Regions from separate parts of the Mus musculus genome. Here all the other regions are linked to region 2. The links are chromatin contacts, called in public Micro-C and promoter capture Hi-C maps. All regions are on one chromosome and are shown on one strand. The core of a region is the stretch at or near the end of the contact, and the rest is flanking DNA. Distances in the headings are between cores, read along the strand shown.

Region 1 (7,319 bases), core at 2,831-5,330, 700 kb after region 2:
GTTGAAGAAGCTGGCCCTGTTCACATCTAGTCAGGAGGGGGTCAGTCAGTGCCTAGCCACTCACCTTCTGAATGTCGTAGTGCAGGCCACGGATGGCAAAGCTGGGGTCATAGTCATACTTCCGGATCCCCTCAGGATACTGTTGGCAAAAAGCCAGTAGCAGTGCTAGCCCCCAGCCCAGGATACCAGGGGAACCCCAGGACTCAGTCTGGGGCATAGGTCACACTCGGTCCTGTTGGTCTCACCTTGTAGTGCTCTATCAAGATGTCCCGGGCAGCATTGAAGATCTCAGGGTGCAGTGCATCCGCATACTGGGCCAGCGTGTAGTCGTAGTCAAAGCCATAGACTTCGACGTCACTCAGGCTGATCTCATTGTTGGCATAAATAGCTGCTGGGTTTAGGAGGCTGCAGACCTCAGGGGGCAGAAGGTCTACAGGGAAGGAGAACCAAGAAGGCAGGACCATCACCATTGTCTCAGTTACGGCAAACGGCCCGAGTGCTTGTGGCTACCCGCCCCCATGCGCCCCACGAGACATCTTGGCCATTGCAGTAGACACCAGAGAAGGAATGGGCCAAGGTAAGGCAGAATTGGCAATGGGCTAGCCTGCTTCCTCTGGGGATTGGGTCAGAGTCACAGGCCTCCCTTTTCTGTTAATCACCTGCAGTGCACCACGGATTCTGGACCTGGGTTTCTCCCAGGCTGGTTACTAAGTCCTACCAGACATGGGTATGTGGGAACCCTGGCAGCAGTCCTCAGAAGAGTCATACCCCACGCTCAAACCCCGTCCAAGTGGAGTGCAGGGACTGAGGACTCCTCCCATAGGGTGCTTGTTCTTTTCTGATCCGACTGGAGGCGGAGGCCATGAATGCTGCTTTTCCACTTTACCCAGGGCTGGGGATGAGGCCTGAGAACATTACAGGGGCAGAGAACCCGTGGGGCTGCCAACTTGGCACACCTGCCATAGGCCGGGAGAGTAAGGCCCCTCTAATCGGATTTCAACTGCTTGCCAGACCACATAATGACATTCCCGGTTTTCAGCCAGGGAACATTGCTAATTACCACAGTCGGGACGGAAGATGTCGGGTTTTGGGGACACAAGCCAGCTCTCTTCTGGTGATCATCATAAAAGCTTCAACAAGATTCACAGAGGGAAGCTAAGCCCTGTACTATGCCAAGAAGGTTCTGGGGCCCTAGGCTCGTCTGCCTTGTCTTCCCCATCTGGAGAGTGGGTAAAGTGGACGGAGAAGGAGGACACGATGTGATGGGGAAGTGAGTCAGGCAGGATCAGGTCCTCCCTTGCATGTCTGTGAATTCAAGAACGTTTAACTTAGCCCTAGGCTAAGGGAACAAAGTCAGAACCAACCTAGTTCGTGTAGTATTTCTGCTCCGAACCTATGCAATATGCAGGATCAGACGTGCCTCTGAGCCAAAAGCCCTGCCTGGGACTCCCTAGGTTACTTTTAGAGCAGAAGAAAGAGAAGAGGGAGGAAGAGGCTCGGTCTCAGAGACTTGATGTCCAAGTCTCCAGGGAAGCTATCAGCCACACTGATCCTGATCACAAAGCAAGATTCTCTGGCTCCACATCATGTCTAGCGGCTGCTGCACTGTGCAGACACCTCCTCTACGTGCTGGGCTGTTGCCTCAGAGGCCCCTCTGGAACACAGGGCTCCACCCCCATTTCCATTAGTGTCAAGTACAGGGTGTAGGTGTGGGAACAGGTGTGGCTGGTTCCTCGGGCGGCCTCAGCCAGCCAGTACAGAGCAGCACTTCTGAAGATTGCCAAGTGTGGATCTTCACAGGGATGTGTGTGCTTTCTCTACAGAGCAGCCTCAGGGACACCCTTTCCTCGCTGTCACAGGACCCTGGGCCGCAGCTGCCCACACAGCTGGATAGTTCCACAACCCTCCCTCCACTCCTGGATGACAACTTTGTTTACGAGTTGCCTGTGTCCACAGAACCCCTGGGTCAGGAAGCAGAGACATGGCCTTTGTGGGTCCAAGCTTGCAGCGTTCTGACTACGTCTTGGCTCTGCTTTTAAGGGTCTTCTCAGAGTCATATAAACGCTCCTGGGAACAAGTAGGATGGGCAAGAAGCCCACTTTCCCTGCTTACTTTCCCCGTTTCTGGACCAAGGAAATCAGAGCTTTGGGTGTGTGGGTAAGCCATGACCAGAGGTGGTCTGCGGTGTTTATGATTTTACTGTCAAGCCCCTGACCTCCTTTCTTCAGGTTCTACAGCCCTGGTAGTTACCACTTGTGAATCTTAAAACTCATCTCCTTCCCTCCTCCAATTCCATGAAGAAGTCACACTGCCACCTCCGGTGCCCAGAGAACTAAGCTTGGTAAAGGCACCCAGTTAAACCACCCAGTACCCGGCACCCAATGAGATGCACACTCAGGCCACTCCGCCCGCTTTCATCACTCTTCTTTGCCTAGCTTTCTCATCCCATGAGGCCAAGCAGTTTAGGTGACAGCCCTTCTCCACTGCTCTCTGAAGGGTTACTAGCCCTGGCCCTAAAACCTAGCCTGGGGGGCGGGCGGGCAGGCGTCAGGGGTCAGAGGCATGAAGCTAGCTCACCCTGGCATGGCAGTGGAAGTGACCCTGCACACAAGAACTCACAGAGCATGTAAGGGCCTGAAGATGAGGAAGAGTCCTGAAGGATATTCTCAGTAGTGTCCCCCTCCCCCAAACATCCTAAGTAGGTTTCTCAGGCCACTCAGAGGGTCTACACTAGGGGCAGAACGTTGACTTCTTAAATAATCCTGGTCACCCTGCAATATTCCCAATCCTTAAGAGCAACCATTCTTGAGAGGTCTCAAGTAATCTGACTGCAGCACGTCAAGAGGTGAACTCTGGCCAGCGTCCAGCTCTCCTCACAGCTGGAGTGGAAACCCTAGTCCAGTCACAGCTGGAACCTCCCTGTCAGGGCTCCTCTGTCTTATCAGACAATGCAAGCCACCTCACCTCTGGGGCTTCCTGCAGAAGGTCCCCAGGCTCCTGCTTGGCCTTGTTCTTTCTGAGTCATCAACGAAATTCTGGGACAGAACACTGAGGGTCTTCAGAGGGTGTGAAGCCGAGGGCCACCCTGCTGGGCAGTGATAGGGGTCACAGCCCAGACCACATCTATCGGCTGAAGAGGCAGGGCCCCACCAGACCAATGGACAGATGTTCGGCGCTCAGATCTCCAGCCTCATCAGCCCATTCCAAGGGAATGATTAGGAGAGGGTTAAGTGCCTTGTGCAGTTCTATCTGAGATATAGCAACTCCCGAGGGATTGCAGGGGGGGGGGGGGGGCTACAGTAACTTTTCTGTTCCTCCGAGTGTTTAGAGTGCAGTAGACCGCCAGAGACAAGCCAAGAGGTGCCTGCAGTGTCCGTCTGGTGTCACCTTACGTCGTGCCATCTGTGAACACGGCTCAGTCAGTCTTTGTCCACACACTGCAACTAAGGGCCAGAGGAGAACGAGGGACTGGGAGGGGTTCTACCGCTACTGCCCGCAGATTGGACTCAGGAGCAAGACCATGGGGGCCGCGTGCGCAGCGGCCGCTCCAGGCATTCCAAGCTTCTGCCGCCAGAAGACAAAAAGCCCCACTCGCCCCAGGAGTAGCGGTGTCCTGCAGAGACACCTCCTAACAACCCGATGGAGCCTTTTCTAAAACGCCATTTAGCCCTCAGGTTTTGGGACCCCGGCGAGCCCCACCAAGCGTCCTTCACCCCGGTCGGTGCCCTGGCCGTCTGTTGGGCACCGTTCGTCTGACGACCTACGGCTCACTGCCCACCCGGCGTCACCCACCGTGCACCAGCCTCCGCATGTCCTGGTAACGAGCCCATAAGTGCGCGCTGAGGTCCGCGCCGTCTGCGGGCGCCGAGCGCGGGGTGCTGGGGCAGTGGGCTCCGGGACCCGGCGGGCCGCAGCCAGGGCAGGAGGGTGAGGACGAGGCGGCCCGCGGTCCGCTGTGGCCTCTGCACAGCAGCAAGCGCCTAGCTGTCGCCCGCAGTCCGGCACCCGCCATGCCCCCTGCGCGCTGCCCCGGCCGCCCTCCGCCCGTCCGCTGGCCCGCCTGCCCGCCGCTCTCCGACTGCCCGCCCGCCACCGTGGCCGCGTGCTTCTCAAGGCGGCCGGCCAATGGGGGAGGCGCGCGGAGCCCATCCGGCCAATGGACGCACCACTCGGCCCAGGGGGCGGGAGGTCTCCGGGACGGGGCGGAGCGGGCTCCGACCCCCGCCTCCTTGTCCCCTGCTCGGCTCAGGGGCTCTGCGCCCCCCTTTGGTCGTCTCGGTGGCGATGGCGGTACCTTTCCTCCCTTGAGCGGGAAGTCGCAGAGCCCCGGGTCTCCGCGAGATCCTGGACGGCCGAGGAGCAAGAGCGCTCGAGTGTACTGCTCTTCCTTTGCCCAAGGGTCTTTTTGCCCCTCCCCTGCTCTTCTGTCCTATTCTTTCCAGACCAGTTCTCCTGCCCCGGGGCCTCGTGCCCCTGCCCCAGTTTCTGACTGACTGCACGTTCCACTGGAGCTGAGGTCGCTAAGACAACAAGAGCTCTACTTGCTTTCAGTACCAGTCCCAAGCTGGCTAAGACCACTTGGCCTGATGGGCAGCTGACGCCTGCTGAGGCAGCATTTTCTTTGTATTGCCTGGTACCCAACCCAGGTGATCGACTTAAATGAGGAGCCTATCTACTGGGCATACGCTTCTGGCTGTGGGCCAGGATCACTGCAGCCACCAGGTTTTGGCGGCTGTAAAAGGATGGGCCAGACGGTGCAGGCCCCCAGTTGAATTGCCATGGTTTTTTTCAAGCGCTGTCTCAATGAAATTCTTTTCATTCCATCCACTTCTGTTTTCTTAGCTTGCAGGTGTACACTAGGAAAGGCTGGGCCCAATGTCCATTGTTGGTGGTGAGTTGCCCAACTGAACACACGTGGCTGTTGGGTTTAAGGTTGTGTGTAATGTGTACGTTTGTAGTTTGCCTGTACCTATGCTGAGGATCGGGTGTATCAGATTCTGGTCTGGGTAGTCATGGATGCCGAAGGGTGGGCTTATGGGTGGACCCTTGTAGGTCCATTGACCTAGGTGGGCTGTGAAGACCTGGCCACATGTGGATTCCTTCCAAGTGGATGACACTTTACAAGTTTCAGTCCTCAGATCCAAGAGAAATGGCACCAAGTGCCAGGCGTTCACTGTGTGTGGCTTCTCCAGTAGGTACCTCCAGGCAGGCTGCGCTTAGTCAGCTGTTTATGACCCCCCCCCCTCTTTCTCTGCCTTCATGGTTCCCTCACTGCCTCTATTCCTTCCCCAATAAACTCCTTTCATACCAGATTTGTTGCACAGCATAATTTCTCAGGGGCATACCTTGGCATGGGCCCACCAGGCCTCCTCGCTGCAATCTGTCATTTAATTCTGTTTTTTTTTTTTTTTTTTTTGATACAGGGTTTCTCTGTGTAGCCCTGGCTGTCCTGGAACTCACTCTGTAGACCAGGCTGGCCTCGAACTCAAGAGATACGCCTGCCTCTGCCTTCCAAGTGCTGGGATTAAAGACATATGCCACCACTGCCAGGCCATTTAATTCTTTTAGATTGTCAATTCTCACAGCATCATAGAAAGGCTCATCTTACAAGGGTGCCGATAGGGTTGTGGTTTGACAGCGAAGTCACTCTTTACCTTGATCCTCTTCTGTAACTATTGGTTGTGATGCTTAAAAACACTACAAGTTACCAGAATAACGGTAATTTCCCACTTATCATAGGTTTATATTATTTTAGCATGTTTGTTATAGACAGTTGTACTTTTTGCTGCGACGATAAAATTCAGCTTTCGAAAATGCATATCGAGTTATGTTTGTATTAGAATCCAAGTCAAACCAGTCACATCCAGAAATAAAAGGAAGGAGTGTCACGAAACTGCATTTTAGCTGATTTCATTCACAAAGGGTCGACACCTCGGTCAGGGTATTACAAAAAAAGATGGCGATGGCAGAGTAGGGGGCGCGGCAGTAAACTCTGAGCCTCAGCAGTGAGAGCAGGTCGAGGGCGGGGCCGCCACGCCACGTTGGAGACCCCGCCCCCCGAAGGTTCTCCGTCTCCAGAATCTAGGCGCGTGCGCAGGCTTCTTCAGACCGACTCAGCCTCACAGAGCACGCGCGCTCAAACAGCACTCTGATTGGAGAGTCTGAGAGTCCCGCCACATTCTGATTGGCGGAGCCGACCAGGCTTTGGGTCTGTCCTAACTTCCGCGACCTAACTCTTGCGGCCGGGCTGTGGCGCTGCAGTCGAGTCTTGGTGCTCAGTCCACGGGACTCCGCGGACACGCAGGGGTCCGCAGGGTTATTTGTACTGCCTCCGGGAACACCAGTCTGCCTGGTTCCGTCCCTACCCCACTGGGAGGCCTCGGTCATGTTCTCCAGGGCCCAGGTGAGGCGAGCTCTTCAGCGAGTGCCCGGCAAGCAGCGATTCGGCATCTACAGATTCCTGCCCTTCTTTTTTGTCCTGGGAGGTGCGATGGAGTGGATCATGATTAAAGTGCGCGTGGGCCAGGAGACCTTCTGTAAGTGAGGGTGCAGCAGCCTCCGTTTCTCCCGTGGGTATGCGATCCATTCAGTTGCAGAGTTCCTTTCACTTTGGGCGTTAGGAACAGTGTTTTGACAGTTCTCGTGCAGCGAGGCAGGAGGCCCTTAGGGCTCTTGTATTTTGTTCACATTGGCATCCAGCCCTCCTCCTCTTCCGGCATTTGAAGAGGGCACGTGCCTCTAGTCAGGCCGTGCAGGTCTTTGTAGCCTGTCCTTGGCCCTGCTGGTGACTTTGGGCCTAAGGAACAGGATTAATCGCATGTGGAAGAGGAACCAGTCCTGAGGGAAATTCAGAGATATAGCTCAGAAATTCAGGTTAAGGCCCTTGCCCTTTGAGAGCTTTAGCCCAAACTCCTGAGGAAGTTATCCCGGCTGTCCTAGCTAATTACTACTGGTCACTCGCTCTCCTTAGGTTATGTCTTTGACCTAGAACTGTGAAAAGAATGTCTGGCATTTCTGAGAACGGCCTCTGGAACTGCCAGTTCCTTTCAGGCTTTCTCCCAACCTTTGGGCCCTTTGTCTGCCTCTCATGTAACTTACCATTTGAGAATTTTAGGTTGTTCTTTCAAAACCTCCATTCATTTCTTTCTTTCTTTCTTTCTTTCTTTCTTTCTTTCTTTCTTTCTTTCTTCCTTCCTTCCTTCCTTCCTTCCTTCCTTCCTTCCTTCCTTCCTTCCTTCCTTCCTTCCTTCCTTCCTTCCTTCCTTCCTTCCTTCCTTTCTTTCTTTCTTTCTTTCTTTCTTTCTTTCTTTCTTTCTTTC
Region 2 (6,552 bases), core at 3,684-6,183:
GAGTTCCAGGACAGTCAACGTTATACAGAGAAACCCTGTCTTGAAAAACCAAAAAAAAAAAAAAAAAAAAAAAAAAAAAGACAACAGAAAAAAGAAACCCCTGCATGAAGCCTTACTCCCTAAATAAGGACCTTATTAATGTAGATAATTTGCCAGTCTAAAGTCAGTGACTATTTCAATTCTGAGTAAGACTAGAACATTTTAACTCTGAATTCTCTCCTAGTATAATCTATTGTATTCCAAGGGCTAGTAGTTTAATTGCATTTAGTTTTTAATTTCTAAAATATCAGAATCTATCTATCTATCTATCTATCCTACACCTTTAGATTGACCAAGATATTTGCTAACTCATTCATTTATTCTTTCATCTCTAACCTTATCTCATTTCTTTCTTGGGATTTAACCTCTTATTTTTCTTGATAGACTATATTCTTAAGATTTCTTCCTTCTTTTTAAGGATGCAGCTTATAACCTAGGCTAGCCCTGACACCATATGTAGCTGAGAATGAATCACTGAAGATAATCATGTCTCTACATCCCAAGGGTTGGGGTTTTAGACATTCACCACCATACCTAGTGTGTAAAATGCTGGGAATGGAATCCAGGGACTGTGCATACTAGGCAAGCATGCTGCCAATTGAGCTACATCAGCGCCTAGGATTTCTTTCAAGGAGCATCTGTGAGTTTGAATTTAAAAACATATTTACCCTTTTTCTTGAGCTATAGTTTAACTAATCGTGGCAGTGGTGGGGCACACCTTTAACCCCAGCACCCAGGAGGCAGAGGCAGGCAGATCTCTGAGTTCAAGGTCTGCCTGGTCTAGAGTCCCAGGACTCTTTAGCTAGCTACACAGGGAAACCTTGTCTCAAAATAACAGAACAAGCAGACAAACAAACAAACAACAAAAGGAAGAAAGACTAGTAGATAGACAGACAGATGGATGAACTAGTTTTTCAGTTATGGAGTCACAATATTTCAGAGACTTTTTTCATCACCTTCATTGTTGCTGATATATCTGCTGACAAGTGGACTGCCATTCCTTTTAGGTAAGTCTGACTTTCTTCAGTGAGAAGTTTAACATTTTTGTATTCTGCGTGGTTTTCTAGACTTTATCTATTACCTATCCGCTTCATTTTTAAGTTTATTTCTAATTAAAGGAAGACTTCATTTTTTCCTTTAATTCATGGTGTTCTTCTAGTCTGAAAAATGCAGGCATTATCTTTGTGTATTGGCTTCCAGTTAATCTCTCCATTCTCCACGTTCTAAACTCCGTTAGATAAATACTTGGCTCTTGTCGTGTCTCCTGCGGCTCCGAACTTACTTTGCTGCTTTGACAGTCCATCATTTGCATCTTATTGGTAGTTCTGATTCTTCAGAAAAATCATTTTTGTGCAGTAGGGATTATCTGGCTCAAAAGAACCCCTCATAGTTGTCTATTTCCTATCATAAAAGTTGCTTTTCTGGTTTTTAAGGGCATTATGCATCAGGTCTTGCCAATGGTTAGGTGGGTAACTCTGAGCACAGCTAGCTCCTTTAGGCAGCAATATGAAAGGGTTAATGAAAATTACACTAGGTAAGGAATCTAAGAAGGTACTTAGTGTCTACCATGTAGTAGATTAGGAAATAAAATCTTGTGTGGTGATTAGCTTACAGCAACTTCCCTGGTGATGGTATCTGTGCTATTTATATTGGACAGAAGTTCTGATGGAGACTGTCACCCATTCTCAGACTTGGCAGTAGTGAATGGCTGAGGCATGGGCTCATGGGTTTAACCACATAGTTAGTCTTTATTTGAGTCTTCTTAGGACTCCTGACTCTATGACGGAGAAGTACTTAATGAGTGAAGAGGGCTGCCAGGGAGTATCAGTGGTATACAGACAAAGAGACACACGCAAGACTTGGGAGATGATTCCGCATGAGGACCCAAGTTTGGATTCCAGATCTTGCTGGCCAGACAGTTTAGCCACAACAGGGAGTTCCATGTTCAGTGAGAGACATTGTTTGAAAAAAAAAAAAAGATGGAAAGCGATTGAGGAAGACATCCTGTCGGGCCTCTATAAGGTTGCACACAGCACACATTCATAAAAACAAACACAGAGGAGGAAGAGGAAGAAGAAAGAGACTTTATTGACACCATTTTAATTTTTGGTCCCACTGGTTATGTGTATGATGTAGGTAATACTTTTCAGGAATATAGATTTATCTTATTTACTAATTTATAACAGGGTCTCCCTATGTAGCTTCCTGGCCAGTCTGGTCCCGTTGGGGTAGTAGGTAGTACTTTTCAGGAATATAGATTTACTCTATCTATCTATCTATCTATCTATCTATCTATCTATCTATCTATCTATCTATCTATCTATGAGAGGGTATCACTATATAGCCTCCTGGCCAGCCTGGAACTTGCTGTTGATCAGGATGGCCTCAATCTCACAGAGATCCACCTGCCTATTACTCCCAAGTGCTAGGACAAAAGGCATATACTGCCATACCTGGCCAAGCTCTTTTACATTTTAACAGATGCAGGAATAATAATATATTTTGATGTTAATAAAACTTGAACACAAATATTTTTAATTTTTTCTATTTTTTCCAGAATCAATAGTTGTTACTATCTCAACAGCTATGAAAATATAGTTGTTAAAATACTAATTTTGAATCTGAGTGGTCCTAAAGAACTCCCAGTTTTTAATATTACTACCTTGATTGACTGTGTGATATGAGTAGGCTGTGTAATATGCCTAACCTTTCTTCTTAATAAACAGTAAGACACACAAGATGTTAAAGTGTTCAAGATGGAGAAAGGTGAGCCCACCTAGTACTGAAACAACCTTTGCAGCAAGATCACACCCTCTCTAATGCAGAGATGGAATGCTGTAAGATACTTTAATCAATTACTCTTCATTAGGAAATTTTATCACCTCAATCCTAATACACTGAAATACACATTTGGTCCACTATCTCAACCCATACCCTCTAAACCGCTTGCTTGCTACCCAAAATCAGTTTGTTCTGTGTTCCAAATCAAGTACCTGTTGTGCTTTTAAATCCTAGAACTTTAACCCAGAGGAGAGCATGCTGAGGCTGTGTGTTTGTTCAGTCGTATTAATTGCTGAGTCAACATCCAGTGTTAAACAGGCATACATGTAGAAGAGAGTAAATCTTTCATCCTCGAGGAAGGCAAAACTCGATTGGCTGTAGCACATGGACAATTATAATCACAAAATATTTTAGTAATGTTGTCATAACACCTTTGTTTTGGAGAAGTCAAAGTCTTTCATACTGCTAATTCATTCACCTTCAGTGCACTGATAAAGAGACATGGGGTGACAGAATTCTCATTTCATCGGCCAGAGTTGATGCAGAAAGAAATTAGGCACTGAAGAAAATGCAAAGCAAGAATCATTTTTTTTTTTCTGGCTAAGCCTCTTCCATCAGTTATGAGAATTCCTCCATTTTAAAGTAGCAAATACCAACCATGGTAAAAATGTAATTTTAGAAAAGCAATTGTTTCAGCAGAATTATGGCATAGTTATGTTAAGAGATATCAGAAGGCTCTTAGTGCATTTGATCTTGCACTTTGATATTTTCTGTTCTTATGGGGCTAAAGAGTTGTTTTTAATAATAGCATTATAATAAACTGACAGTCCTGGCACTGATCCCCATTTTTCTAGACTGCCATTAGGCTCAAATCGATTCTCTAAATAAAGTCTGTCCCAAGAGACACACCAATGCAGGGAAAAGATGAGGTTTGGTTTTGTTTTTTAAACCAACCCGATATCTCACGTTTGTGTTCTAACCATCTGTACCTTTTATTAATCAGGGGCTGGAGCCGCCCAGGCTGACAGACACAGGAGAACAACAATCTTCTCCCACACAAGCCTGGAATGGTAACAGTGTGCGGCTGCCTAAGAAAGAAAAGCCTTTTCTGAGCTGTGGGTTGGCGTGGGTGTGTGTGCCAGGGCGAGGGAGTCATTCCTCTTCTCCATCCAAGGATGCTATTTATTGAAAATCCTGCACATCTTTTTGAAAAAATTGATTTCTTTCAAGTGGGAGGCAAAAACCCTTTTGATGATAAAGAAGAAAGGGGGAAAAAAAACACATGCAAGATTGAAAGGGGCGCTTTGGAGAGAAATGTTCCGCGGTCACAACCTGTTCAGGCTATGAAGACCACACCCTTCAGTCTCGCGTGCCAGCAGTCCCCCGGTGACCACGTCTCCCCCAAAGCCCGCGGAGACATTCTCACTCTCGCTCCACGTGCGAGTCCGGTTCCCCGCTGCCCTCGCTACTCTGTTGAAAGCAGCATCGGCCCGGAGGTCTCCCTGGCTCGCACCGGCTCCGGCTGCCTTCTCCGCACCTGACTGAGCTGAGCTTGTGCACGCCACCTCCACGTGCCATCCCGGGCCGTTACCCGGTACCCAGTTTCCGTCCCTCCCCACCTCCAGTCCGGGCTCCGCCCACCGCGCCCGGGGCGCGCGCCCAGACGCCCCGCCACCTGGCCCGCCCGCTCCGCGCGCCGCCGCTTCCTGTGCCCCGCCCCTCCCTCCGCGGAGAGGCGGAGCCCGGGAGCGAGCGAGCGCGGTGGCGTGGCCAATGGGCGCTCGGCTTACTCTGGCCTCTCCCCCGCGCGGCCGCCAATCGCGGCGGGCGGTGGTGGTAATATTGTGGAGTGGAGTTTGGATGCCGCCGCGGCCGCGGGCTGGAGCGGCGCGGCGGCGGGGGCTGCTGGGGTATTTCGGGAAGGGGGTGTGAGGCGGCGGCGAAGGCGGCGGCTGCGTGTGGGAGGTGGCTGAGAGCTAGAGGGAGAGAGCGAGAGAAAGGACGGAAGAAAGAGGGCGGGAGTCCTTGGAGGAGGCGGGACCGGCGGGGCTCTTCGCGGCGGCGGCGGCGGCGGGCGGCCGGGGAGGCGGCGCCGCCCCCTGCCCGCGCTCTCTTCAACGTAGCCGGCCACCTACCCGCCGGGCGCGGGTAGTGGCCGAACAGCGGCGACCGCCATGGCGTTCCTCAAACTCCGCGACCAGGTAGGTGAGGGGCGGCGGGGCGGGATCGCGCCACCGAGGAGTCGGAGGAGGGTGGACCAGCGGCGTGGGCCGCCCGGGCGCCCTGTCGGCGCGGTGGCAGCGAGGGAAGAGGGTGTCCCGGGTCGGCAGCCGTGCGGGCCGTCCGCCTGTCAGTGCAGCCCCAGCTCCGAGAAACCCACGTGCCGCCGGGGGATCGCGGCCGCCGCCACAGGGGCGGGTTCTGCGCTCGCCGCCCTCGCGTCCGGCGCGCTGCCGGGTAGGCGCCTCCTCTTTCCTGCCAGGTGAGGCTCGGGCCTAACAGGTGGCTTTGCGGTGCGGAGTCGGAGCGGGGCAGGCGGCGGCCGTGACCTGGGGTCACGACCTTGCCCTCGGGTTCGCTTCGCGGGGCGGTTCACGGTCCACCGCACCGTCTCTGCGGAGAGGTAGTGGCGGTCGAAAGCAAACCCACCGGTGCCGATGGATTCTGCTGGGGACTGGTTGTTACGGTGCATATTCCCAGGCTGGTTTTCTCTTGGCATATTCTGCACCATCTTGGTTTAGTTTTCCTGACTTAGGAAGAGCTTGTCAAAGAACACCTGAAGTGCTCAGAAGACTGCAGTACACTGTGGGCTGGGAAAAATAACTCTGTATCTACCAATGAAATCGCAACTATGTCTGAATGAACGCTTGTTACCCTTTTAAAAAGGCGAGAAGGTGAATTACCAGACGCTCCCCAGTGTTTGTCTCTTTTAAAGAAAAGGGAAAGTAACGAGTGGATTTTACGGAGTCGCGGGAACCTATTAATGCTTGAGTACCCCTTTTGCCATTGTTTTTCTGAATAGGAGATACTGAACAGATTTGAAGGGAAACCAATCAGAAAGTGGGCACAAGCTTAACAAAAACGATAGGGAAAAACTTAATGTTTTATGTCATTTTCTACCAATTAAAACTTAAGTTCTGAGTCTAGCTAATGTCAATTCTCACTTAAAAAGTGAATATTCTACTTAGGCTGAATGCTGACTTTTAGTATCATTTGGTATCAGCAGAATTTTAGCTGATATTAACAATAGGGCATGATACTTTGAAAAACTCTGGTTGATAAGTTTGTATTTCAAAATCTGTGAATAACTTTACTGTTCAACATGTTCCATTAGCTACACATAGAATCTTTGAGTTGATTAAAATTAAGAAAGCACAGTTTCTCAGTTGTGCTAGTCAAAAGCACACTTTTCAAAAGTGCTCACCAGCCACAGGTAGCAAAACCTTTCATTGCACAAAGTTGTCAGGAAAAAACAAAAAAATCTGTTAATAACAAGCAGAGTTCAAGCCCAGATCATCTAATTCATATGTAGTTAATACCATGAAACTCAAGATCTAGATTTTCAGCTAATCTTTATTACTCTAGTAACTCTTTGTACCTGAATATTTGGTTGTAATCCTTCACTTTTGGAAATGTATTTTGTGATTTGGTCATTGTGTGTGTTAGGGATTTGGTAGACTGTTAGAAGATCTTACTTTATAAAAAAAAATGAATAAATAATAAAAATCTATT
Region 3 (7,171 bases), core at 4,065-6,564, 620 kb after region 2:
CATTCCAAACAGGATGGAGAGGTTGCTGTGCCAAGGAGCACCCAGTGCCCTCTGAACTAGCTGTTCCCATCCTGAGAGAGTATCTGTCGGCTGACTACTGGCTGAGCCTGGCAGTTCACCACCCCTTACCTCCCCAGTGAGGAAGTGGGAATGGACAACTCTGAATGCCGGTCAAATGTCTACTCTACACCTTTCATGAGTTCCAGGAGCTTCTTAGAATACAGGCTCTGGGGCTACAGCAGGGCCTAGTTATCAGGGGTACAGAGCACGATGTCTCGGACCTGATGAAAGTCTCTGGCAGAAGGTGGGTTGAGCAGTCAGAATACAGACTCTGCAGCCAACCTGACAGGGATGGTGTCATCAGGCAAGAGGGAACCCCGAGAAAAGACTGTGACCCCAGGAAAACCAGAGCAAGATACCAGGCCTCTGGGGAGCAAGGATTTATTTGCGTTCCCCAGGACAGGAATGGGGAGAGAAAGTCCGGAAGGGCCAAGGTTCAAGGACACAGGCAGGCTCAGAGTCTAGAGAGCCCAGCTGCACTCCTACCACGGGGTCTGGGTGGAGGGGGAGAACAGGCGCAGGCAACCGTGCAAGACCAGCATCTACTCCACACCCTTCATGAATTCCAGGAACTCTGTGGAAAGAGGGCCATGATGTATGTGTCAGTGGTAGGAGCCCTGTGAAAGATGAACAAGAGGGCACCTGGTCCTCCCACCCACTCACCGTCATAGTCAATTCGGCCATCGTTGTTCTTGTCACCGTCCTTCATGAGCTCTTCAATGTCATCTTCCGTAATGGTCTCACCTGTGGCCTGCAGCATCATCTTCAGCTCATCTAAGTCAATGTAGCCATCAGCGTTTCTACAGGGAGGGAGCCCAGGAGGATGCGGAGGAGGGGGAGGGGAGAGGAGAGGGGGAGGAGGGAGGGAGAGGGTAGGGGAGGATGTGGAGGGGGGGGGAGACGGAAGGGGAGGAGGGAAGGAGCCAAACCCACATATACAACCCCAGGAGGCAGGGCAGGGGCATTAGGAGATGCACATTCTATGTCTCACCTCTCATTGGATGCAAAGACTGCAGGGTGTCTACCCGAAACTACTCTTTCTTTCTTTCTTTCTTTCTTCCTTCCTTCCTTTCTTTCTTTCTTTCTTTCTTTCTTTCTTTCTTTCTTTCTTTCTTCCTTCCTTCCTTCTCTCTCTCTCTCTCTCTCTCTCTCTCTCTCTCTTTCTTTCTTTCTATCTTTCTTGTTTGTTTTTGCTTTTGTTCTTTTCAAGACAGGGTTTTTCTATGCAGCCCTAGCTGTCCTGGAACTCACTCTGTAGACTAGGTTGACCTCAAACTCAGAGATTCACTTGCCTCTATCTCCCGAGTGCTGGGATTAAAGGTGTGCGCCACCACTGCCCAGCTGAAACCACCCCTTCTCCTCTCTGCTTGGGCCAGGGTCAGAAGCCAAGCAAGTCCTCACTTGTCAAACATGCGGAAGAGATCCGACAGCTCCTCCTCAGACTTCCCTTTGCTGTCGTCCTTCATGCACCGAACCATCATGACAAGAAACTCATCGAAGTCCACTGTGCCACTGCCTGTGGGTAGGCAGCAGGGCCGGAGAGAGAACAGTTAGCATTCCAGCAATCCACGCCCCCCCCCCTCCTCCCCACACTATAGGGCTAGTGTGTTCCTTTGCCCACTCCTCTTGTTTGAGATAGAACCTTGCTCTGCAGTCCAAGATGGACTGGACCATAGAGAGCTATGTGACCCAATCAGACTGACTTCAAACTCACAGCAGATCTACTACCTCAGCCTTCTTGGAATCACAGTATGAGCTACTTGCCAAGTTTCTGGATGAGATGGTGAAGATATGGAGGGGAGGTAGCTCCTGGGCCAGTGAACCCAGGGTGCTACATACACGTGTGGAGACTGGAGTGGGTGAAGGGACTCACCATCCTCGTCTACTTCGTCAATCATCTCCTGCAGCTCCTCAGGTGTGGGGTTCTGGCCCAGCATCCTCATCACCTTGCCCAGCTCCTTGGTGCTGATGCAGCCATCCTCCGCGCCCAGGACAAAGATATCAAAGGCAGCCTTGAACTCTGGGTCCAACAGAGGGTGAGAAGATTGGATCAGCAGCCAGGAGGACACTAGGAATCCAGGTCCCTGGGGCCACCAGGAAATTGTCCACCTCCCTTCGAGAGTTCTTTGAGGTCACAGCAAGGAGAACCCTCAGATTATAGCCTCTAATCTGGGGTTCATTCCTGGAAAGGCGTCCCCCCTCTACGCCCCCCCAGCCCTGCTGTCCCCTCAATGGGAGACACTTACCATTCTTCTGCTCCTCTGTCAACTGTTCTACCTAGAGAGAAGAGGGGAACTCAGGACCTCAGGACCCAAGCTCAGGCCTTAGCAGACTTAGAGACTGACCCCATTCTACAGGTGGGAAGAATGATAACAGAAGGAGAATATATTCCCAGGTTACAAAGTCCTCCTTCCCTGCCCTAAGGTGACCCAGATGGTTTCTCAGAGGCTGGGCTAGGGCCAAGGTGACAGGCAGGCACCCCTCCCAGGACCAAGGTGTCCTGAGTGACAATAGTCATTGACCATTGCATGTCCTTTATGTCATCCTAATGAAACTTAAGCTGCATGGCCTGAGAGACAGCTGTCCCTCAGGTTGAGACAATAAAACGAATGTGGGGGCGAGCAAAGCCACCCACTGTAACCTGACCAGGGTGGCCACTGAGCTATTTTTAAAGGGGGACAAAGTTAAACCTGGTGATTGTTCTGGGGACTTTGGTATGCAGGGGGTGGGGTAGTGTTATCTGCCCCCCTGGCCTACTGGTGCTGCCTCAGGAGCCAAAATTAGTCCCCAGCCCCGCCAGGCCTTGTATGGGCACTGGGTGGAGGGCCACCCCCCTACTCCAGCTCCACAGACTCCTACAAGATAGCCAAGGATACCATAGGAACCAGCTGCAGCCCTTCCCTGCTCACAAGTGGGGCCATATTCCGGGGGTTGGGAGAGAATTTCCTGAGAACAGCTGTTTGCTAGGATTTTCTTGTCTCTGAAGCAGGTATATCAAAAGTCCCTCAGCGTCCCCAGGAAATCGAACAGTCTTAGGGTCACTGTTCTCTAACCCTGACTCTTATCACTCTCAACTCCTACCTAACCCCTGAGCCTGCCAGGGACTGAGGTTCCAACAAGCCATTCCTTCTTCCCTCCCTCTCCTCAGGCCTGTACCTTCAAAGCATCTTTCCCATCCCAGGACTCAAGTTCTCCAGCCCTCTCACAATTCCCTCCCACCTTCTAGAGCCTCCTCATCCAGCTCAGGGGCTAGAGGAGAGAGGCAGATCTGAGTATGTAAGAAGCAGATTGTGAGAAATGGAAGCTTGGGAGGGGGTGCGGGGCGCAGACCTGGAGACACACAGAGAGACAAAGACTCAGAGACATCGTGAGGAAGGAACAGAGATGGAAAGACCTTGTGAAAGACCAACAGATGTCTAAAGAATAAAAACACAAATACACTCAAGACAGTGACAGGTTAGAAACAGAGGGAGACACAGGATGCTGAAAGCTGAGACCATACCCCTAGCCACATTGACAAACCCCTGAATTGCTACCCTTTCTGCATCCCCCAAATGTCAGCTCAAGGGGCTGGGTTACAGGTGTGTGGGGACCCTTTTGAGTCCCCCATCACTTCCCTAGTGTACCCCTGTCCTCCATCCTTAGCTAAGGGAACCCCAATGGACCTACCCACCCTAACCCCTTAAAGATTCATCTCTCACCGCAGCTTTGTAGATGTCATCCATTCTGGCGACAGCTCACAGGACAGGCTACTGGGGTTGCCAGCCAGCCAGCCCTCTGCTTGGGCTTATATAGCCCTGCCTCCCTCCACCTCCTGCTACATTCCCAGCCCAGCCCACCACTGCCTGGAATATCCTCCACCCCCTCCCTGGTCCCTGTAATCTCAGGCTGGCCAAAGTCCCTGTATCATCTGCCTAGGGCCAGGAGCTATGAAGGACTGCAAGGACCAGGTCTCTTGCCATCTGTTCCCCAGACCCCACCCCACCCCCAGGGAAGTCTCAAGAAAAAAAAAAGAATGTATTGCTTTTATTTATGAGTGCATGTGGAAGTCAAAGGACAACTTGCAGGAGTCATCTATCTCTCTCTGCTACCTAGGTTCCCAGGAACCCAGGACTGAACTCAAGTTTTCAGGTTTGGGAGCAAGCACCTAAATGCAATACACACACACACACACACACACACACACACACACATCCTCAACAACCTCAGGAAAAAGTTTCCTGAATGAATGAAAATATGAGCACACAGGAAATGTGAAGTAAACAGTTCGGTCTTCTATGGAATCACAGTGACTTGCCTGAGGTCAAGCTGACCGGAGAATCCCTACCTTATATTACACCCCCTGAGAGATGGTAGCATGCCAACAGAGGCTGGCAGTGTAAGTCCTGCCAAGAAACACTTCCTATGCAAGGTTCAGAGTATAATATGACACTGGTAATGGAAGAAGTCACTGGCCCACAAAGAATAGGCTGGCCTGAAGCCCTTCAGCGGGATCTACCACGCCGCAACCTTCCATCTTTCAAGGACAACAATCAGTGTTCACTTCGGGTTTGAGTCAGCTGCATTCTGTGAGTCAACAAGTGTCCCTAAAGAACCCTATGTCTATCAGGATTCTCTCTTTTCCTCCTCCGGTTGGGTCATCTCTTCTCCAGCTAAGTCTTCCCTATGGTTGTTCCCTATGGATGTTTCTTCAGCCACGCTCTTGTGTCCAAGGCCTAGTCTGTCTCCTCCTCACCTTGAGCTCTTGCAGGATGTCATCTGGGAAACCAGATGGACAGCGCATATCTCTTCCATCCACCTGCACGTCTGCTGCATATAAGCTCTCCCTGAACACACCAGTGTGCCGCCTAGCACACTGCCAGGGGAAAGCCCGTGGGGTACTGAGCACTGCAGAATCACCACAATCAATTCTCCACCAGTACTTTTAACAACAAACCCCCCAAGTGTCGGAGAGTCCCTCTGGTCCTTGTTCCATCTCTAAGTCTAGTCTTATTCATTTTGCTCTTGCTACACAGGGAATGAACCCAACAGCCAGGCGAGACCCTATTAATGTCCCCTCTGGAAACTGAGGCCAAGCGAAGCAGAGTGACTTCGGAGAGTTCCGAAGGCCCATGGCCTCTGCCCTTCCCTGCTGTGAGCCCAGCGGACAATGACCACAACTGCCCGAGGGGACAGAACGCCGCACAGGTATACAGAAAGCAAATTGGGCAAGCCCGCAGGAGCTGCGCATGCGTGCCACTGGTTGTGCTGTCAATTACGGGCAAGGGGCGGGGCGAGGACGCAAGCAGGCCGAGGGGCCAAGATGGCGTCGCGGGCGCGGGCGGGGGGCAGCGGGGGCTGGGGGGCGGTGGGACGCTGACCCCGCCCCCTGCTGCTGCCACTCTGCGCCGGGCGTCGGCAGCGGTGGAGCCGGCAACATGGCGGCTGCGACACTCAGCTTCGGCCCTGAGCGGGAGGCCGAGCCTGCCAAGGAGGCGCGCGTCGTGGGTTCTGAGCTCGTGGACACGTACACGGTGTGCTGGGGGGCCGCGAGCGTCCAGAGCGGGCTTAGCGCCTGGAACCCGGAGTTCTCGACCCAGGGGCTTTGAGAAGTGGGGGGTGGGGGGGGCCTGGGTAGCACATTCGATGAGTGCGTGGAAGGTTCTGCGAGGTAGCGACGAGGGAGCCCGAAAAAAATGGGGGATTCGGAGGAAGGGCCGGGTCGCATAGGTTCTGGAGGAGGATCTAGGCGGGGCGCGGGAAGGGGGGCTGGGGAAAGGGTGCGCGACCAGAAAAGGAGACTTGTGTTGGAGCAATCAGAGGGTGGGGGAGGAGGGGATGGTGAGATGGAGGCCCTCTGGATCCTCCAGGCAAGGAAGAATGCCAGCCTAAGAGACCTTCATGGGAAGTCTGGGAGGAAGGGGACGCGGAAGGGGTGGTCTCTGGTCGATGGGACCAAGGGCCAGGGCTAGAGATCATCAGGTGGTGAAGGAGAGACAGCAGATCCCGATCTCCACCCCCACCAACCAAACACTAGTCGCAGTCCAGATCAGCCCTGCGAAGTGTGTGTGTGTGCGTGCGTGCGTGCGTGTGTGTGTGTGTGGGGGGGGGTGGTGGATGGAAAAATGAGCCCTCGGGGTCTGGGGAGAAAGGAATGGATCCCAGCCGTGCAGAACACAGAAGTTACCTCGAGGCCGAAGTACAGGGCCTGCAAACCTTAGGGGACGTCACGGCTTAGGGGAGAGGGACACGAGCTTCTAATGTATCCTTGTAGGCTACAAGGGAAAGCCAACAAAAAAGGAGGGTAGTTTCTGTGATGGCGTTAGACGCCCTTTGGGCCTGCATAGGGTTGGATGCTAGGCCCGAGAGCCTCGTGGGCAGCCTGCCAGGTGAAAACTTGCACTGTGGTGGGGGCCCACTGAGCACCTCCCGTCTCCTTGTCCTTTGTTCCCTGGAGGGTGGACAGAGGTAAGGGCCTCGGGCCTGCCTTTGCCCCACCCCACTGGCTCCCACCCTAATACCGGATCCTGAGGGCGATTCCTCTATCTAGTTCTTTCTCCCCGCTGCAAGGAAGAGAAGCCGCTAGCGGCTCCTTTTAGAGCAACAGGCTGGCTCTGGAGAAATGGCTGCTCCTGGGGTCAGGAATCAGCCTCGTTCACTGTTCCCACTAACCTCTCCGTGCTCCAGGCCGAGGAAGGGAAGCTAGGACCGTGGGGCTTGATCTAGTTAAGGAATGAGGTCACTCACCTAGGACTAGCTGCAGTCAGTAGAGGCTCTTTGTCCTTCCCCTTAGTGTCAGGAGCAAGGTGATGATCCAAACTGACCATCCTCATTTGTCACTGGGTGTGATGCACGGAATGTGACTAACATATCTATCTTCTGTTCCGTGTTAGGCCTTTACACTTAATTGCTTTACTTGGCCCACCAGGTTTTAAAATGGAGGAATTGAGGCCCAGAGAGAGCTTAGGTTCCCAGTCACTTACATAAGTGGCACATAAGCCACACCCAGGAAATGGGATAGCCAGATTTTGAACCCAGGTTTTGGTGGACGATTAACCACCAGAGCTATATCGCCTTCTGTTGAGGCTGATTGAGCCACCGCTGCCCCTGGAAGCCTGGTGATGCCTTGCCT
Region 4 (6,767 bases), core at 2,454-4,953, 640 kb before region 2:
AGGAGAAGAAGCAAGACCCAGGTAGCAAGTGGTGTGTGGGGCTCTGTGACCAAGCTGGGAACTTGCCTATAGTTTGGTGCAGTGCAATTTGGTGCAGTGTGGGTGTGCATTGGCCAGTGAGGAGGGGGCCCAGTTGAGAACTGTTGAGCGCCCCAGTCTTGGGGAAGGTGGAGAGTCTGGTGCAGTGTGCAACCTTCCTAACATTGCTTGTCCTTTAACACAGTCCCTCTCATTGTGGTGACCCCCAACCATAAAACTATCTTAGTTGCTACTCCATAGCTGTAATTTTGCAACTGTTATGAATCTGCGGTTTTTGACAGTCATTCAATTTCCCCAAAGGAGGTGTGACCCACAGGTTGAGAACCACTGGTCTGTGGCAAATCTTGGAGAGGGAAATGAACCTCAAGAAGTCATTGAATTGAAGTGCAAAAGAAACCTGAGGGCTAAAGTCACAGTGATCTGGGGCCAGGCTTTCTATCAGAATGCATGTGAGGTATCTGCTACTCAAAAGGCCGCTCATTGGCCAGGCCCTTTCTCTGGAAGCTGTAGAGAGCAGATCAGGGCCCACTTACTGGTACAGAAGACACTGTCTTTACCCTTCTGTACCTACTCCATTGTCCGAGTCTGGGCATTCAGGATGGGCTGGCCAAGGGCAGCAAGGCAGACACATAGTCCTCTGGCTTCCAGCCATCAGACTTTTCCGGGAATGGCTGACGTGGGCCACTCTGTTCTTTTGAATCTGAGCCTATGTAGCAGTAGAGGCCTAATTAATTAAGTAATGCTGAAGCCTTGGGACTCTCCCAAAGGCAGCACACAGGGGAGGGGTTGGTGAGGCCTGAGAACGTTCTACCCCACCCCCATCCCCAGTGCTGGAATCCAGAGGCTCCTGAGTGTCATTGGAACTAAAGCCTGCACTTAAGTGCTTCCACAGAGACAAAGAAATCATAAATCAAGAGCGGGCAACCCCGCCCACGCACTGCTAACCACCACGCCAACCTGCTTCTCCAGACACCCAGGCAGTTTGCAGCTCAGAAATGAAGCCAGAATAGGCTGATCTCTCCCTCCACAGCAGCACCTACAGACCCATGACCCCAAGAAGGCACTGCTGCAGAATGGCTGCTCCCACCCTCTCTCCAGACTCCCCCACCCCAGAACTTCACACTCTCTACCCACTCCCCACAGCACTGATTCATAATGGAGCAGGTTTTTGGTTTATCAGACTAAGGCCACGGTGTGGCCACTGAATAAAATGAGAAGAAAGGTTGTCATCCAAAACCCACCACCCACTCTGAAGCTGTTAGGTGATAATGAAGCTCACTGAGTACCCAGCATTGAGCCCTGAGACCATGTGGTGAGTTCCTTGTTGTGTGCTGGCTGGCCCTGTGGCCAGGAGATGAACATGGAAGCCAGATCTGACCAGGATGAATTACTTCACTACGGTGTCCCCAACTATAGAAGGGTAATATGAATGCTGATAATGTGATTAAATGAGTTACTACATGCTTATCACACTGCCTGACACATTTCTAGCTTTTTTTTAATAGATCTAATAAAGAAACACCTCCTTTACTCAATCATCTTATATGTATCCTGTAGTAACAATTTCTACATTCTGAATGAAAAGGAGAAAAACATGCTTCTATTTTTCCTCCAAGACTGGATAGGAAATTTCCTCTTGCATATGAGTTATGCTCAAATACAGAAGTCTCTGGAAAGGAGTTTGCCAAGCACCAGTATGAGGGAAAAGCCACAGGCACAAAAACACGGCAAGGACTGGCCGGCCCCTGGAAGGCTTCCAGCAGCAAACCGTCCAGCACCACGGACAGTTCCAGCGAGCCACTAGGCCTGGAAGGGAAGTTGTCCTTCTGGCCTGGCACATCTGGGAGAGGGAGCCTTTTGCTGAAGGGGGTCTGTCTTCCCCTGACTGTGACCCCTGTATCCTTCAGATGTAAAAGCTCTGCCTTCTTATTTGGGAGCTAAAGACCTGGAAGAATCCAGCCCATTGCCTTCCTCACTCCAGTTTTTATGCCTCTTGCCCTTACCCTGCCAAGGTGTGCCACACTGCAGATGGAGTGATAGAGGCATAATGAAACACAAAGAAAAGGGAGGTGGCATGAAGACCATGAAGCAGGTCTTAACAGCCTGGAACCAGATGTGCCAGGGCATAAGAACAACTTCCCTGTGGGGGGTGTGATGGGGGCAGATAGCATCTTTGCTGTACCAGGATTGAGGAAGGATGAAGTAAGAGTATACCCATGGCCCTGGCACAGAACAAGTGAGTCCGCATCTTGTCATAGAGGAATGGAGGAGGCGAGAGTTGGGTGTGAGTCCCAAAATGAACTGGCTTCATTCTCAGGAACAGCTAAGGATTATTATGTGGGCTGGAGAGCCAAGAGACGAGGTCTGCAGCTTGCTAGGACTGGGAAGTTTATTTTTTGGAAGATTCTACTGTCTGTTAACCACTAGAGAGAAAACTGCTGCCTCCCGTGTCATCCTGCCTCCTGATTTTACTCAGACGGCGCGACAATATATGAATAAATAATCGTTACCATGTAGGGTGTGGAATACCTCTTTAAAAACCATCAGTGTAGCTTTTGTAGAAAAGTCAGAGGAACCCAGAGTATTCTTAAACTAGAGTGTCTGGAGAGCCAAGCAGGTGACAGAGTACATGGAGCAAGCTGAGGGAAAGCGAGTCTCTGGAGTATGTGCTATGAACAAAGGCAGTGGGATAATATTTAAAGTCGTTTTGCTGCACTTTCAGCAGTGTGAATTTTGGTAACCTCTTGATGAACAGAGGCCAAGTGGGCCAGAGGTAGGGCAACTGTGACTTGCCCAACATTATCCAGAGCCACAGCTGTCCTCATATTTAGGCTTCTTCCCTCATTTTAAGGGCAGCTGGGCCATCACAGGGCATGTGACTGGGCAGCTCTCTACTTAGGTGAGTCTCCTCCTTTCAGGAGTACCTGTGTACGGGGTTGAGAGGTTGGGCTAGACCACTTGAGTGCTGCCTTCTCTCCCTGACTCTGGTCTCTGTCACATCATCTTGCAGCTGGCATAAGAAGAGAAGCCAACTTTCCAGCTCTTTCTGTATCTTCTACCAGCTCGGACAGAGACCAGGCTCACAATGCCTTCCCACTCGAGGGATAAGCCAGAGAGTCAGGATGGCCCTGGTGTCTGTCTGCTCTTCACAAGACCCTCCACTGTGACATGAACACAGGGCAGAGCATGTCACAGCAACAATGGCAAATACTGATGCTTCTCATCATGCGTGTACCACACCCTAAGCTGTAGGTACTCCATTTTACAGATAAATAAAGGGACAGTGGGGGCAGAAGGAGAAACAACGTCTCCCTTGGCACTGTTATCTAGTAAGTGGTAGCTCTGGAAGCCATCCTATTTGTCTGCCTCTGGAGCCCAGATCACGATGTCTCCTTCCCGGGTGGGAAGCCCAGTGGAAGAAGCTAAATCCGAGGCTAGCTTGGGATCTGAAGGCTCCTGTGATTCCGCAAGACAGGGAAAGTCCAATCTCAACGTCACCACCACCTCCAATCTCAGCTGACTGGCATCCTCTCTCCTTCCAGTCTGTGGACTGGAACTCGGGCCTCACGTGCCATCTAGGGTCAAAACTCTTCTGAGGACACACTGGGCCCAACGCATAGGCTGATCTGTTCAGCCTGTCGCCTGCAAATCAGGACGCTCAGCGTGTGCAGCCCTCCCGGAAGGAAGGTGAGCCTTCCTAAGCCTCTACTGACAGCAAAGCTGCAGAGGCCCTGCTGCGTGAGACCCAGAAGCTTCCACGCCACTTGTGAGCCCCACTCAAGACTTGGAGGCGGCCGGGGTGGGGGTGGGGTGAGGAAATGCAGAAAAGTGGGCGGAGGCTCTCAAGAGCAGAGGGAGGGTAAGGTCTGGAGAGAAGAGGGCCAGGGAGGAGTTAGAAAGAGGAGTGGGAGAGTAGAAAGGAAGGGAAAATAGGCGGAGCTGGGGGGGGGGGGGGGAGAGACCCGCGCCCGGAAAGCCGAAAAGGAGAGGCCAGGTAGGGGGAGGTCAAAAAGTGTTAGTTTTGACTTCCAGGACCCTGGGTGCAAAGAACGACTCCTCCTCTCAATACTCAAACCCTTAAAGACTGGAATTAGCTGCTAAGACTTTCTGCCTAAGGGCAGGTGGGTCGGAACCAGACCCTGAAGGCTCTGTACCTTCCCCCTCCCTTCCCGGAGGAGGGGATGAGACGGGCTGGGGGCGGGATTGAGGAAGGGGGTTGCTTGCGCTGTGCCTCTGGGTCCCGGCTGCGTGTTCCAGCTGCGAGAACAGATGGAGGCAGCGCGGCTCACCTCGGGGGCTCCGTGCCCGCTGTGCGCCGAAGTCCAGGCTGAGGAGGAGGTCTAGAGCCCCCGGCTCTCCCGTCTCCCACCAGGCTGCGGGGAACCGGCTGCCGCACCCCTCCTCCCAATTGGGGGAACCTCACCCCTATAGGTCCCAGAACTGGGGGAAACATAGGGCCGGTTCCTTCCACTGCTCACCCATCCCCAGGGGCTTGTCTAGGACTACAGCTCGCCAAGATCCCCTTCCCCTTGCTCCCAACCTGGAAACATCTCGGAAGCGGACCCCTGCCCGGACGCGCCCCGCCCCCGGCCCCCGGCCCCCGCCCCGACGACGTCCTATTAGCATGAGCGACGCCAGTGGCCCGGGCACCACTCGGGGGCCGAGACTCACCGCGTCATAGCCCCAAGTGGAGGGAGAAAAAAAAAAAAAAAGAGAGGCGGCGGTGGAGGAAGAGGCAAGAGCGGACGCGCGGGGAGGGCTGGAGAGACGGCGGGCGGCGGCAGCATGCCCCTGGGCGGGTGCACACGGCCTCTCTGCGCGGCAGGGGCTGCTCCTGCTCTCTCTGGGCACCGCGCGTCCAGTCTCCCGCCTCAGCCCCTCGGCTTGCCGGCCTCCGCGGTTGCATCCGAAACAGCGGCAACTGGTCCCTGGAGCATCTAAGAGCAGCGGCGCCGCGCGGGACAATCCTTGATTTTTTTTTTTTTTTCTCCTGAGCTCGGGGATATGAACCCCACAGCCACCTGAAGCACAGGGGGCGCTACGCGGCTAGGACCGCGCCCCCGAAGTACCGTACCCTAGCCTCTGCACTGCGGGACGCCGACACCCGACTCCGGTGGAGGCATCTTAGGAAGAGCAGCGGGTAGGGGCATGGAACCCACCGCGCCAACCGGTCAGGCCCGGGCGGCGGCCACCAAGCTGTCGGAAGCAGTGGGAGCCGCGCTACAAGAGCCCCAGAGGCAGCGGCGCCTGGTGCTGGTCATCGTGTGCGTTGCACTGTTACTGGACAACATGTTGTACATGGTCATCGTGCCCATTGTTCCCGACTATATCGCTCACATGCGCGGGGGCAGCGAGAGCCCTACCCTGATCTCTGAGGTGTGGGAACCCACCCTGCCGCCGCCCACTCTGGCTAATGCCAGCGCCTACTTGGCCAACACCTCGGCGTCCCCGACGGCTGCCGGGTCGGCTCGGTCAATCCTGCGGCCTCGCTACCCCACAGAAAGTGAAGATGTGAAGATAGGCGTGCTATTTGCCTCCAAGGCCATCCTGCAGCTTCTGGTGAACCCCTTAAGCGGGCCTTTCATTGATCGCATGAGCTACGACGTGCCGCTGCTTATTGGCCTGGGCGTCATGTTCGCCTCCACAGTCATGTTTGCCTTTGCAGAAGACTATGCCACGCTCTTCGCTGCGCGCAGTCTACAAGGCCTGGGCTCAGCCTTCGCGGACACGTCTGGCATTGCCATGATCGCCGACAAGTATCCCGAGGAGCCTGAGCGCAGTCGTGCTCTGGGCGTGGCGCTAGCCTTCATCAGCTTTGGAAGCCTAGTGGCGCCACCGTTTGGGGGCATCCTCTACGAGTTCGCGGGCAAGCGTGTACCCTTTCTAGTGCTCGCCGCCGTGTCGCTCTTCGACGCACTCCTACTCCTGGCGGTGGCTAAGCCTTTCTCAGCTGCGGCTCGGGCGCGGGCCAACCTGCCCGTGGGCACACCTATCCATCGCCTCATGCTAGACCCTTACATCGCTGTTGTAGCCGGAGCGCTCACAACTTGTAACATTCCCCTTGCGTTTCTCGAGCCCACCATAGCCACGTGGATGAAGCACACAATGGCGGCATCCGAGTGGGAGATGGGCATGGTTTGGCTGCCGGCTTTCGTGCCACACGTGTTAGGCGTCTATCTCACCGTGCGTCTAGCGGCGCGCTATCCACACCTGCAGTGGCTGTATGGCGCTCTCGGGCTAGCGGTAATCGGAGTGAGCTCTTGCGTCGTACCTGCCTGCCGATCCTTCGCGCCCTTAGTGGTCTCGCTCTGCGGCCTCTGCTTCGGCATCGCGTTGGTGGACACGGCGCTCCTACCCACGCTCGCCTTTCTGGTGGACGTGCGCCACGTATCAGTCTATGGCAGTGTCTATGCCATAGCTGACATCTCCTATTCTGTGGCCTACGCTCTCGGGCCCATAGTAGCAGGCCATATCGTTCACTCACTTGGCTTTGAGCAGCTCAGCCTTGGCATGGGCCTGGCCAACCTGCTCTACGCACCGGTCCTATTGCTCTTGCGTAATGTGGGCCTCCTTACACGCTCGCGTTCCGAGCGCGATGTGCTGCTTGATGAACCGCCGCAGGGTCTGTACGACGCGATGCGCCTGCGTGAGGTGCAGGGCAAGGACGGCGGTGAACCTTGTAGCCCGCCTGGCCCTTTTGATGGCTGTGAGGACGACTACAACTACTA

What was found. Promoter capture Hi-C pulls out the DNA fragments that hold promoters and counts their contacts. A called contact is a pair of places that touch in the nucleus more often than the background predicts.
Region 1: a promoter capture Hi-C map of pre-B cells shows a contact between it and region 2, with 2.6 times the contacts expected there. The contact joins the promoter of Nt5dc2 here to the promoter of Ankrd28 in region 2. A contact is called at or near these places in 2 of 39 promoter capture datasets (neutrophils and pre-B cells), 3 of 484 Hi-C or Micro-C datasets (CD8 T cells and embryonic stem cells) and 2 of 9 other capture datasets (adipose tissue and liver).
Region 3: a contact with region 2 is called in a promoter capture Hi-C map of pre-B cells, with 2.6 times the contacts expected there. The contact joins the promoter of Nisch here to the promoter of Ankrd28 in region 2. A contact is called at or near these places in 2 of 39 promoter capture datasets (liver and pre-B cells) and 1 of 9 other capture datasets (liver).
Region 4: a Micro-C map of embryonic stem cells shows a contact between it and region 2, with 2.6 times the contacts expected there. The contact joins the promoter of Chat here to the promoter of Ankrd28 in region 2. A contact is called at or near these places in 2 of 39 promoter capture datasets (the C10 cell line and stem cell-derived epiblast-like cells), 1 of 484 Hi-C or Micro-C datasets (embryonic stem cells) and 1 of 9 other capture datasets (macrophages).

Annotation. Positions count from the first base shown.
Region 1 is chr14:31,127,850-31,135,168 of GRCm38.p6, reverse strand. Nt5dc2 (5'-nucleotidase domain containing 2) reads right to left here and starts at 4,080. Exons shown (of 14, transcript NM_001374087.1): 1 at 3,793-4,080; 2 at 246-430; 3 at 65-139. The coding sequence starts at 4,012. Smim4 (small integral membrane protein 4) reads left to right here and starts at 6,239. Exons shown (of 2, transcript NM_001308091.1): 1 at 6,239-6,536. The coding sequence starts at 6,386.
Region 2 is chr14:31,828,796-31,835,347 of GRCm38.p6, reverse strand. It overlaps Ankrd28 (ankyrin repeat domain 28), which reads left to right and starts at 4,933. Exons shown (of 28, transcript NM_001024604.2): 1 at 4,933-5,021. The coding sequence starts at 4,995.
Region 3 is chr14:31,204,969-31,212,139 of GRCm38.p6, reverse strand. Nisch (nischarin) reads left to right here and starts at 5,314. Exons shown (of 21, transcript NM_022656.2): 1 at 5,314-5,573. The coding sequence starts at 5,478. Tnnc1 (troponin C, cardiac/slow skeletal) reads right to left here and starts at 3,828. Exons shown (of 6, transcript NM_009393.3): 1 at 3,762-3,828; 2 at 2,307-2,337; 3 at 1,934-2,080; 4 at 1,462-1,576; 5 at 724-860; 6 at 411-634. The coding sequence starts at 3,785. The coding sequence ends at 603.
Region 4 is chr14:32,462,845-32,469,611 of GRCm38.p6, reverse strand. It overlaps Chat (choline acetyltransferase), which reads left to right and starts at 3,703. Exons shown (of 16, transcript NM_009891.2): 1 at 3,703-3,805. It overlaps Slc18a3 (solute carrier family 18 (vesicular monoamine), member 3), which reads left to right and starts at 4,762. Exons shown (of 1, transcript NM_021712.3): 1 at 4,762-6,767. The coding sequence starts at 5,188.